Linked DNA regions of Mus musculus: regions 1 and 3 are each linked to region 2. A link is a contact called in public HiChIP or PLAC-seq data. All regions are on one chromosome and are shown on one strand. The core of a region is the stretch at or near the end of the contact, and the rest is flanking DNA. Distances in the headings are between cores, read along the strand shown. Region 1 holds the start of Fn1 (fibronectin 1). Region 2 overlaps Fn1 (fibronectin 1). Region 3 holds the start of Atic (5-aminoimidazole-4-carboxamide ribonucleotide formyltransferase/IMP cyclohydrolase).

Region 1 (3,225 bases), core at 476-2,975, 44 kb before region 2:
CGGGATTCTAAATTTGGGGGAATGTATGGCACTGGTTCAACCCTGAGTGTTGGTCACAAAGATTCTTGACTTATTTTACACTGCTTGTAAGAAACTGGTATTTGCTGTGGGTTTTTTTTGTGTGTGTGTGTGTGTGTGTTTGTTTTGTTTTTAGTTCTTTACATCAATAAAGATAAATGTTAATTTTGTGTCTTTAATGTGTTGAGGATTTTATAAAGCACACAAATTCAAATTATCCAAGAACCTGGTACAAACAACATATTTTGCTAGCTAGTAGCTTTAATATGTTCTCAAAGCAAAGGAGACCATGCGCCTAACCGAGGGAGAAAGCCAAGTTTGGGGTTCGGATCTGCTACTCTGAAAATAGTGGGCTTCTTGAAGGTCTTTTTGAAGCCCTACCAAAGCAACTGGGCTTGTGTGTGTCTGAAAGGTTAAAAAAAAAAAAAAAAAAAAGACCAACGTGTTAGAGCTGCTGGCTTCAGGGGGACGTCTCCTATTCCCTTTTCAACTTCAGTAGTGTAGGAAGTCCAGAGAATTTTCAGTGGAACTTTATACATTCTTGGAGCAGATAACAATTGAAATATAAAAAATCTGGCAGCGGGGGAGGGGTGGATAGTGGAATTCTGCCATGACTGCGAAGTCTGAAAATAAAATAAAATAAAATAAAATAAACGCCCGGACACATGCAAGGGGATTCGGGGTAAAGTCTGGAGGGAGGCAAGACATTAAATCTTTGTACCCATCCTCACCCCAACTCCCCCTTCAGAGGCCACCTAGGTTTGAGTGCAGATGGCCCAGTGAACGTGGCATGGACGGGAAGGGTCCCCCCGCCCCCCTTCATCAGCCAGTTCAACTTTTCCCCTTCTTAAGCTGTTCACTACTGCCCTTTTAAAAGAAACGGGCACCCCATCCCCAGGAAAGGAAAACTGTGCTTCACGACTTAGAAAAGAAACTTTCTGTTGCTTCCTCTTAGAGAGAAACTTGGTCCTGTGAGTTTCTCTGGAATCTGTAGAGCGCCGCGCGGAACCGAGGGCTGTGGAAGCTCAGGGAAGGGGGTCACCTCTGCCACGCGCTCACTCTCTCCCAGGCTCTTCCTTGAAACCTGGCAGGTACTGCGTGGAGAAACCGAGGTCTGAGCCTACCTAACACCATAAAGGCAAAGATAGGGGACCCTAGGCGGCGCCCAGGACCCAGGAAAAGCACCCAGAAGGAGCCGCCCCGCCCCGGGGCTGCAAAAGTGAAGTTTGGATTCCTACAGGGACAAGGTGGTGGCCACTTTATGACTTTTTCCCTTCCCACAAAATACACTCTGGTGTGCACAGACTTTTCTCAGAGGTGACGCAATGTTCTCAAACACCACCACAGCCACCAATTTAAAAAAAAAAAAGTTAAGAGATGAGGGGGGTAAGCCTTACCACCCCAGGCTTCCTTAGGCTCCAGCCCCTCCCTCCCTTTCCTTCGAGTCTACATCACTTTACAGCCGTTTCCCATCCCTACCCCCAATCCTCCTCCCAAAAGTTTGACGACCGCAAAGGAAACCAGAAAGGGGAAAAAAGTTCTCTAGTCCCAGACCTGGCGGGAGATCAGCATCTCTTTTGTTCGGGGCGAACCCACCGTACCCCGTGACGTCACCCGGACTCTGGGCCAATAGGCGCGCGGTCGGCGGCGGCTGCGGCGGCAGGAGGGGCGGGAGGAGTCGGACCGGACCCTCCTCCCCGGCGCGCAGGGCCTCGTGGGGGGCGGGAAGGTACTGTCCCATATAAGCCTCTGCTCTTGGGGCTCAACCGCTCGCACCCGCTGCGCTGCACAGGGGGAGAAAAGGAGCCCAGGGTGTGAGCCGGACAACTTCTGGTCCTCTCCTTCCATCTCCTTACCGGCGTCCCCACCTCAGGACTTTTCCCGCAGGCTGCGAGGGGACCCACAGTTCGTGGCCACTTGCCTCCTGGGGAGGGCGACTCTCCTCCCATCCACTCAAGATGCTCAGGGGTCCGGGACCCGGGCGGCTGCTGCTGCTGGCAGTCCTGTGCCTGGGGACCTCGGTGCGCTGCACCGAAGCCGGGAAGAGCAAGAGGCAGGCTCAGCAAATCGTGCAGCCTCAATCCCCGGTGGCTGTCAGTCAGAGCAAGCGTGAGTACCGACAGTCTGGTTCAAACCGGCCGGCGGCAGGGATGGGTTGGTCCTCAAGCGCCCGCTCAAGTTGTGGCTAAAGTTTTTGCGCGCGTGCGTGGCTGTGCGAACGTGTGTGAGTGCGCGCTTTATCGAGGGAAACCAGCTGTGGACACAAAAGGCTTAGGTCTGAACAGGCTGGTTGCTGGTGAAGTGGAGGTAGGGACCGTCTGTTCTTCCCCTCAAGTGCGCTAACAAATTCTACACCTTCAGTTCGCCCTTCCAGGAACCAAAACGTGTGAAAGAGAAAAGAGACACGAACTTACAAATTTTACATCAGAGATTATTGTGGTTCCCCTGATCCTTATTTTCTTTATCAGCAAATAGCTGGTTAAATATTTAACACGGGGAGGAGGTGAGACTATCTAAATAGGTAGTTTCTTACCAACTTGAAAGAGATGTTAGTTGGCTCAGTGCTTTGGGGGGGGGGGGGTAGCCTAGGATTCTTTCCCCAAGAGCAAGGATAGCCATTTCTCTTCCAGTTTTTCAGAGACACACTCTTCCTTTATCTTGGGCTAGAGGAAAATTTAAAAGTTCTCCCTCCTTTTTTTCTTTTTCTTTTCTTTTCTTTTCTTTTCTTTTTTTTTTCTTTTTTTTTTTTTTTTTTTTTTTTTGCCATGATCTCACACTGTAGCCTAAGCTAGCCTGGCATTCTCCTGTGTTGTCCAGGCTTGTGTGTTCAACTTGGGAGCAATTCTTCTGCCTCAGTTTCTACAGAGCTGGGGTTATTGGCATAGTCATCAAGACACCCAACTTAAGTTTTCTTTCTTGTCTTTTTGTTGTTGTTGTTAAGAGTATTGAAGCCCTCAGGATTTAAAAGTAATTTCTATTTCTGGCCTCTCAGAGTGTTTCAAGTCTGCTGAGGTAGTTCCCCTGCCCATAAGGACATGACGTCATTGTATAACTTTTACCCAAGTTAAAAGATAAGAAGGAAAAAACCCCTAAACATCCATCTACATAAACAATGCTTAAATCTTTGATTAGCTAGTTTCCACATCTGAACTTTAGTGGAATATTGCTTTTAAGAGTTTTTTTGTTTGTGCAGGCTCACCAAGTCAG
Region 2 (2,981 bases), core at 369-2,868:
TTTATACCTGTGGAGCTGGGGCTTACAGACAGGACAGAGCGGCCCTTATTTACAGATTATGTCCAGACAGACATACTCACTTAGCCACAGGTAGGCTATGGGACTGAACGCTTGGATGTTTTATCAGATGACGGAGTCCCGGGGAGCGTTATGCTTTCTCAAAGTCTCAATCAAGTTTAAAGCAAATCCCACTTTGCCTCTTCAGATCTCCTGCCTGGGACAGAATACTTAGTCAGTGTCTCCAGTGTCTACGAACAACATGAGAGCATCCCTCTCCGGGGAAGGCAGAAAACAGGTGAGCCACGTTAGCTACCAACGTTAAGCAACAAAATGATAGGTTGAGTCTATAGTTGCATCTCCACCTTTTGTGGCATTGATACATTACTTTTAATTTATTAATTAATTTATGATGACAATAATTAATTACAACTAATTAATAATTAATTTTAGTTATTGTAGAGTAGTGGTTTTGCCATGGTATTTTCACATGCTCTGTTGATGTTCCTCTTCCGTTCCTCTCCTTGCCCCCTGTCATCCTTCCTGGTCCCCTTTCTCCCTGTAGTAATGTACAGCCCCGTTTTCACTCTCGTCATCTTGTCACCTCTATCCTATGACCCTTTTCACTTTCTACCCTCTCCGCCTTAAAGCACCTTCTCTTCTCCCCACATTCCTTTTTCTAGTTTCAGGACCTTTGCTCTGCACATACATGTAGATGCTCTATACACACATATGAAAAATTAAAGCTAGGATCCAGGTACCAGAAAACTCCACTTGTCTTTCTGAGACTGGATTGCTTTGTTTAACATAATAATGTTACTTTGTTTAACATAACAATAGAGTTCCCTGGTTTCCTTGTGAATTTCACTGGTTTCTTGTCTTAGTTAAGGTTGTTGTGATATTTGTGAGGAAACACCATGATCAATAGCAAACTGGGGAGGGAAGGGTTTATTCGACTTACACTTCCACACTGTAGTCCATCACTGCAGGGAAACCAGGACAGGAACTCAAGCAGGGCAGGAACTTGGAGGCAGGAGCTGATACCCGGGGCCATGGAGGAGTGCTGCTTACTGACTGGCTTCTACCATGACCTGCTCAGCCTGGTTTCTTATAGAATCCAGGACCATGAGCCCAGAGAAGGCACTGTCCCGCCCACAGTGGGCAGGGCCCTGCCCTGTCAATCACTGATAAAGAGAAAGCCCTACAAGCTTGCCTAGATCTTACAGAGGCATTTTCTTAATTAACGACTCCTTCCTCTTAGATAACTTTAGCTTGGTCAAGTTTATGATATAAAGCTACCCAGAACAACGCTGAAGCCCTCAGAAGTATCAGTGTTTCGGTATAATGTAGAAATCGGCTATAATTTTACATATTGTTTCAATTACTTTTAAAAGGAAAAAAAGAAAGAAATGCTTGTGTAAGCTGATTGCGGTCAGCTATCAGTCCCGTATAACAGTGTCAGTTGCGTTCCCCACATCCTCCATCCTCGATGTCTAAGCTCGTGGTTGTTGTCTTTTGCTCCCCTCCTTGGGTGGGAAAAACAGGTCTCGATTCCCCAACTGGTTTTGATTCTTCTGATATCACCGCCAACTCATTCACTGTCCACTGGGTGGCTCCTCGGGCCCCCATCACCGGCTACATCATCCGCCATCACGCCGAGCATTCTGTCGGAAGACCCAGGCAGGATCGAGTGCCGCCCTCGCGGAATTCCATCACCCTCACCAACCTTAATCCGGGCACCGAGTACGTTGTCAGCATCATTGCTGTTAATGGCAGAGAGGAGAGCCCGCCACTGATTGGCCAGCAAGCCACAGGTAATTTTGTTTTTTTAATCCGCAAAGAAATCCCTTGGTGTGGACTTTGTATAGGTTTGGTGTAGACTGTGAAAAAGCTTCATGTTAGACACAAAGAGCAGTGGTGGAGCCAGGCGCAGCTGTGCGCGCTCATGCACGCAGGCACGCGCGCACACACGCGCACACACACACACACGCACGCGTACGCACACACACGCACGCACGCCTTTGATCCCAGCGCTTGGAGGCAGGTGGATTTCTGGATTGGAGGTCAGCTTGGTCTACAGAGTGAGTTCCAGACTAGCCAGAGCTACACAACAAGATCTTATCTCAATAAAAAGGGAAAGAGGACAGTGATAGACTGTGTGGTAAACATTTCTCCCTCTAAAAACATATTTATTTCTCTGAGAGATTGTCACCTGGTTCAGCTATGTTCTGGTGTTTTTGCTGGTCAGTCTTTATTTATGATGGTTTGAGAGAGCGTCATAGCCCAGACTGACTCAGAAGCTGGCTCTGTAGCCCAAGCTTATCTAAGATACTTCGCCTTGACTTGTGAGTGCTGGAGTTACAGGCATGAGCTACTACTACTCATGGATATTTACTGGTTTTTAAGAAGGTTTCATACAAAACCATAATATGGTACCAAAGTTACTGTAAACCTATGATTTTTGTTTCGTTAGCTGGGCTTGGTAGCACAGATGTGTAATCCCAGGTACTTGGGAGGCTGGAGCAAGAAGGCCATCCTGGGCTACTGTGAGTTCAAAGTTAGCCTGTGCAATTCAGTGAGGCTCATCTCAAAGTAAATAAAAGTTTTTTAAAGGGGTGCAGTGGATGTAGTGTAGTGGTGGAGTGCTCTGTGTGGCGTGAGTCAAGCCCTAGATTTTGGCTTTAAGCACAGATAGATATATTTTCAGTGACAATGACTGGGAGACCTGTTATCAGAACAATCTGTAGCTTAGCTGTGAATAGGGGCGTGTGTGACCACTATTTCCAAATAACACATAGTTAAGGGTGCATGGGGTGGGATCTCTGTGAGTTCCAGGCCAGCCTGGTCTACAAAGCGAGTTCCAGGACAGACAGGGCTGTTATAACACACAGAGAAACCCTGTCTTCAAAAACCAAAAGAAAAAAGAAAAGTGCATGGTGAGTGCTGCTGTAGTTTTTATAACTTCTGTGATTTAAATTATTTCC
Region 3 (3,016 bases), core at 379-2,878, 52 kb after region 2:
ATAGTGAATTTAACAACAACAAAAACATTAAAAATATGTTTGGACTGGAAATATGGCTCAGGTGTACAAAGTTTGTCTCCCATGCACCAGGACCCGCATAAACAAACAAAAACACTTACTCTTTAACAGGACATAGTTCTAATTTCTAAAAGATATCCATACTCCAACTCACTCAAGGAGGAAGAGGCAGGAGGATCACAAGTTCAAGGCCAGCCTGGGCAACCTACAGAGACCCTGGCTCTAAGTTTTAAAAGTTTCTGAAGCAAAGCATAAAAAATGAACTAGGGATACAGCTCAGGAGTGGACTGGACATTGGGGTCAGTCTTCCATACCACCAAAAGAATACGAGAAGGCGTAACGGGGCAAGCAAATACTGGGCAGTGGCGTGGAAATATGAATGACCATCTGAGAAACATTTAAACTAGGCGATAGACAATGCAAGAACTCCTCGTACTTCATCGTAAATGCCACAGCAACAATGGCCTACCCATACCAGCTCCACAGTAACTCAACTGCACCTCACAGGAGCCTACTTGTCTGCTGTCCCTGATGCTCCGGACTCCCATAAGTCACAAGAGAATCCACTGAAGACATTTACTAAGTAAAGGCATTCTTGCTGTCTGAAGCTGTCAAATGTACAGGGGTTATGTACTGCTTACACAAACAAGAGTTATGAAGAGGTGAATAATTTACCTCTATAGGGATTCTCCACAAACCAAGAGTTATAATGGCAATGAAAACAGCCAGGGAACTAAGGTCTTTTTCCTTTTCTACCTTCCAGACCTTCAGGGTCATCTCCTGACATCTCTTGTCAAACCCTTCCCACTGTTAGTCAGGAGATGAGTGTGATCGAGCCACTGGTACTTTCTGATGGGTGAGGCTATGAAGAGGGAGATACAGATCTTCAAAGATGTTACAGTCTAACTGTGCAACCAGTCAAAGCCAGGCCATGGAACCTGAACATTCGTGTTTATTCTGCATAACACATGGCCCTCCGAAGTTAATTTGTTTGCAAACAGTGGCTGGGTGCTAGGACTCTAAAACTCAAGGCTCCCTAGTTCTAACCTAACTTCTCCCTGTGTTTTGTCAGTTTTTTGCATGGCTTTCTGGTGAATATGGTCACAACGTTTTTCTCCCTTTAACGCTACCTACTGCCTTACCTGACTGCCAGGCCAGCATCCCTGATCGCTTTTGCCGTGCCTCCGGAAGCGACCAGACTCAAACCAAGAGACGCGAGACTTCTGGCAAATTCCACGAGGCCAGTTTTGTCAGACACACTGAACAGGGCTGAAAGAGAAGGCAGTTCTCATTACTCGCGGCTTCTGGCACCGAGATCTCCCGGGGAGGACTCCTGGGAAGGGGACTCATGCAACTGCAGGCCCAGGGCCCAGCACTGGGGACACCCAGCCTGCAGGCCGGGCCCGGGGCCTCCCCAGCTCGGCCAGCGGCATGAGTGGGTGGCGGGGATGGTGCAGGCAGGACCCCTATGATGCATCGCGAGGGCCTCACCAAGCTGAGACGGAGCCATGCTGCGTTGGGTCGCGGAGTCAAGGGACGGACAGGCCACGTGCGTAGGCAGGCAGGCCGGACCCCGCGGTTCAGGAAGCAGTGGGCAGGGCGTGTCGACCCCACGTGACCCCGAGGTCCCGCCCCTCCTCCAGTGAGCTGCAGCCTAGGGTGGAAGGCGCCGCTGGGCGGGGCGGCTGCTAACTCCGGAGCCTGGGATCTGTAGCCGCGGGCTTCCTCTTTCCGAACCCAGATCTGGGCGTGGGGACTCGCGGTTCGCGCGCATCTGGGGTGCTGCTGCTGAGGTCCCGGGAGGTGGGGCCGCGGCGGCTGGAGCACTGATTGGGGGAAACTAGCGAGAGGACTAAACAGACCCTGTCTGACGATGTCAGAAAGGATTAGAGAAGCCTTCTGCTATGGTCTCCCTTTTACAGGTCTGGGAGACCTACGCATGAAGTCATTGCCTCCACAGTTGAGAGCCCCAAAGAAGTAAAATGACCGTCATTTGAAGTTTTTCATACCACATTATAAAATGGCCTGGAATTTACATCAAGATCACCATGTGTAAAATGCTCTTTTCCTTCAAGCCCAGGTGGCAGGAGTAAAGGTTTCAAGACTTAAGTTATTAAAAATAGGAATAGCAAAATTGAGCTCATCTGCTTCTTTTTAATAAAAGTGACACCTTTGGCACAAAATAAACATATCTTGCTGTATACACAGCCCTATTTTTTTTTTTTTTCCGAGACAGGGTTTCTCTATGTATTCCTGGCTGTCCTGGAACTCACTCTGTAACCAGGCTGGCTTCGAACTCAGAAATCAGCCTGCCTCTGCCTCCCAAGTGCTGGGATTAAAGGCATGTGCCACCACTGCCCGGCTAACAGCCCTATTTTTAACATTAATGTTTAGAATTAATTTTTTGATTATGTTTTCTTTTGTAATGTTCTTTAATACAATTCCAAAAAAGAACTTAAAAATTCTATAAAGGAGCCTAAAATTGTACAATTCTATAGAAAGCTTAGCTTTTTATTTCCAGTCTAGTCTCCCAATCTGTGCAAAGTCCATTTTCCTATTATTTGGATGCTAGTCTGCTTCTTGTCTTTCCTCTCTAATAGTCCAATCTCTTTTTCCTTCTCCAAATATCTATTGATCAAATATCTATCTCATTTTTCTGACCTCAGAACGTGTTAACTCCTTGCTCTGAACACCTCTCATGTTTCTAAGGAAGATATATTAGGATCATGAGAGTGTCTTCAGGATGTGTTCACAACTTTCAATGTACAGAGGTGAACAAGGTTCAGAAAGATCATTGCAAGTTTGGAGCTAGTTTGGTCCACACTTTAAGTCCCATACCTGCCAAAGAAACAGCAAGACCTTGTCTCAAAAATGTTAAACAAACAACAAAAGGTGACAGATATTAGAATAATTAGTTCCACGCATATAAGATTGTAATCAGCCTTTAGTTAGCTACTATAAGAGGGTATGAAATAGTCAAAATTCAGGAAGAACAAGT

Evidence for each region. HiChIP or PLAC-seq counts read pairs in DNA pulled down with a chosen protein or histone mark.
Region 1: a contact with region 2 is called in an H3K27ac HiChIP or PLAC-seq map of embryonic stem cells, with 16 read pairs. The contact joins the promoter of Fn1 here to the enhancer-like site in region 2. A contact is called at or near these places in 5 of 39 promoter capture datasets (the 3T3-L1 cell line, frontonasal cranial neural crest, liver and 2 more), 14 of 484 Hi-C or Micro-C datasets (the 3T3-L1 cell line, the C2C12 cell line, the HL-1 cell line and 7 more), 11 of 115 datasets of contacts at active chromatin or transcription factors (cardiomyocytes and embryonic stem cells) and 3 of 9 other capture datasets (adipose tissue, liver and pancreatic islet).
Region 3: an H3K27ac HiChIP or PLAC-seq map of embryonic stem cells shows a contact between it and region 2, with 10 read pairs. The contact joins the promoter of Atic here to the enhancer-like site in region 2. A contact is called at or near these places in 1 of 39 promoter capture datasets (maxillary cranial neural crest), 17 of 484 Hi-C or Micro-C datasets (the 3T3-L1 cell line, the HL-1 cell line, differentiating spermatogonia and 7 more), 6 of 115 datasets of contacts at active chromatin or transcription factors (the SCID.adh cell line and embryonic stem cells) and 3 of 9 other capture datasets (adipose tissue, liver and pancreatic islet).

What each region holds. Positions count from the first base shown.
Region 1 is chr1:71,651,734-71,654,958 of GRCm38.p6, reverse strand. It overlaps Fn1 (fibronectin 1), which reads left to right and starts at 1,725. Exons shown (of 46, transcript NM_010233.2): 1 at 1,725-2,127. The coding sequence starts at 1,977. Apol7d (apolipoprotein L 7d) reads right to left here and starts at 1,624. Exons shown (of 4, transcript NR_040308.1): 1 at 1,573-1,624.
Region 2 is chr1:71,608,243-71,611,223 of GRCm38.p6, reverse strand. Fn1 (fibronectin 1) reads left to right here. Exons shown (of 46, transcript NM_010233.2): 27 at 206-295; 28 at 1,542-1,811. Among named protein-coding and RNA genes, the nearest start is that of Fn1, 44 kb to the left of the region's middle. Within about 2 kb of position 1,618, at least 4 of the 459 cell types and tissues checked have an H3K27ac peak or open chromatin away from gene starts, as enhancers often do. A contact at or near this core is called in embryonic stem cells, where this site is marked.
Region 3 is chr1:71,555,768-71,558,783 of GRCm38.p6, reverse strand. Atic (5-aminoimidazole-4-carboxamide ribonucleotide formyltransferase/IMP cyclohydrolase) reads right to left here and starts at 1,628. Exons shown (of 16, transcript NM_026195.3): 1 at 1,510-1,628; 2 at 1,161-1,287. The coding sequence starts at 1,528.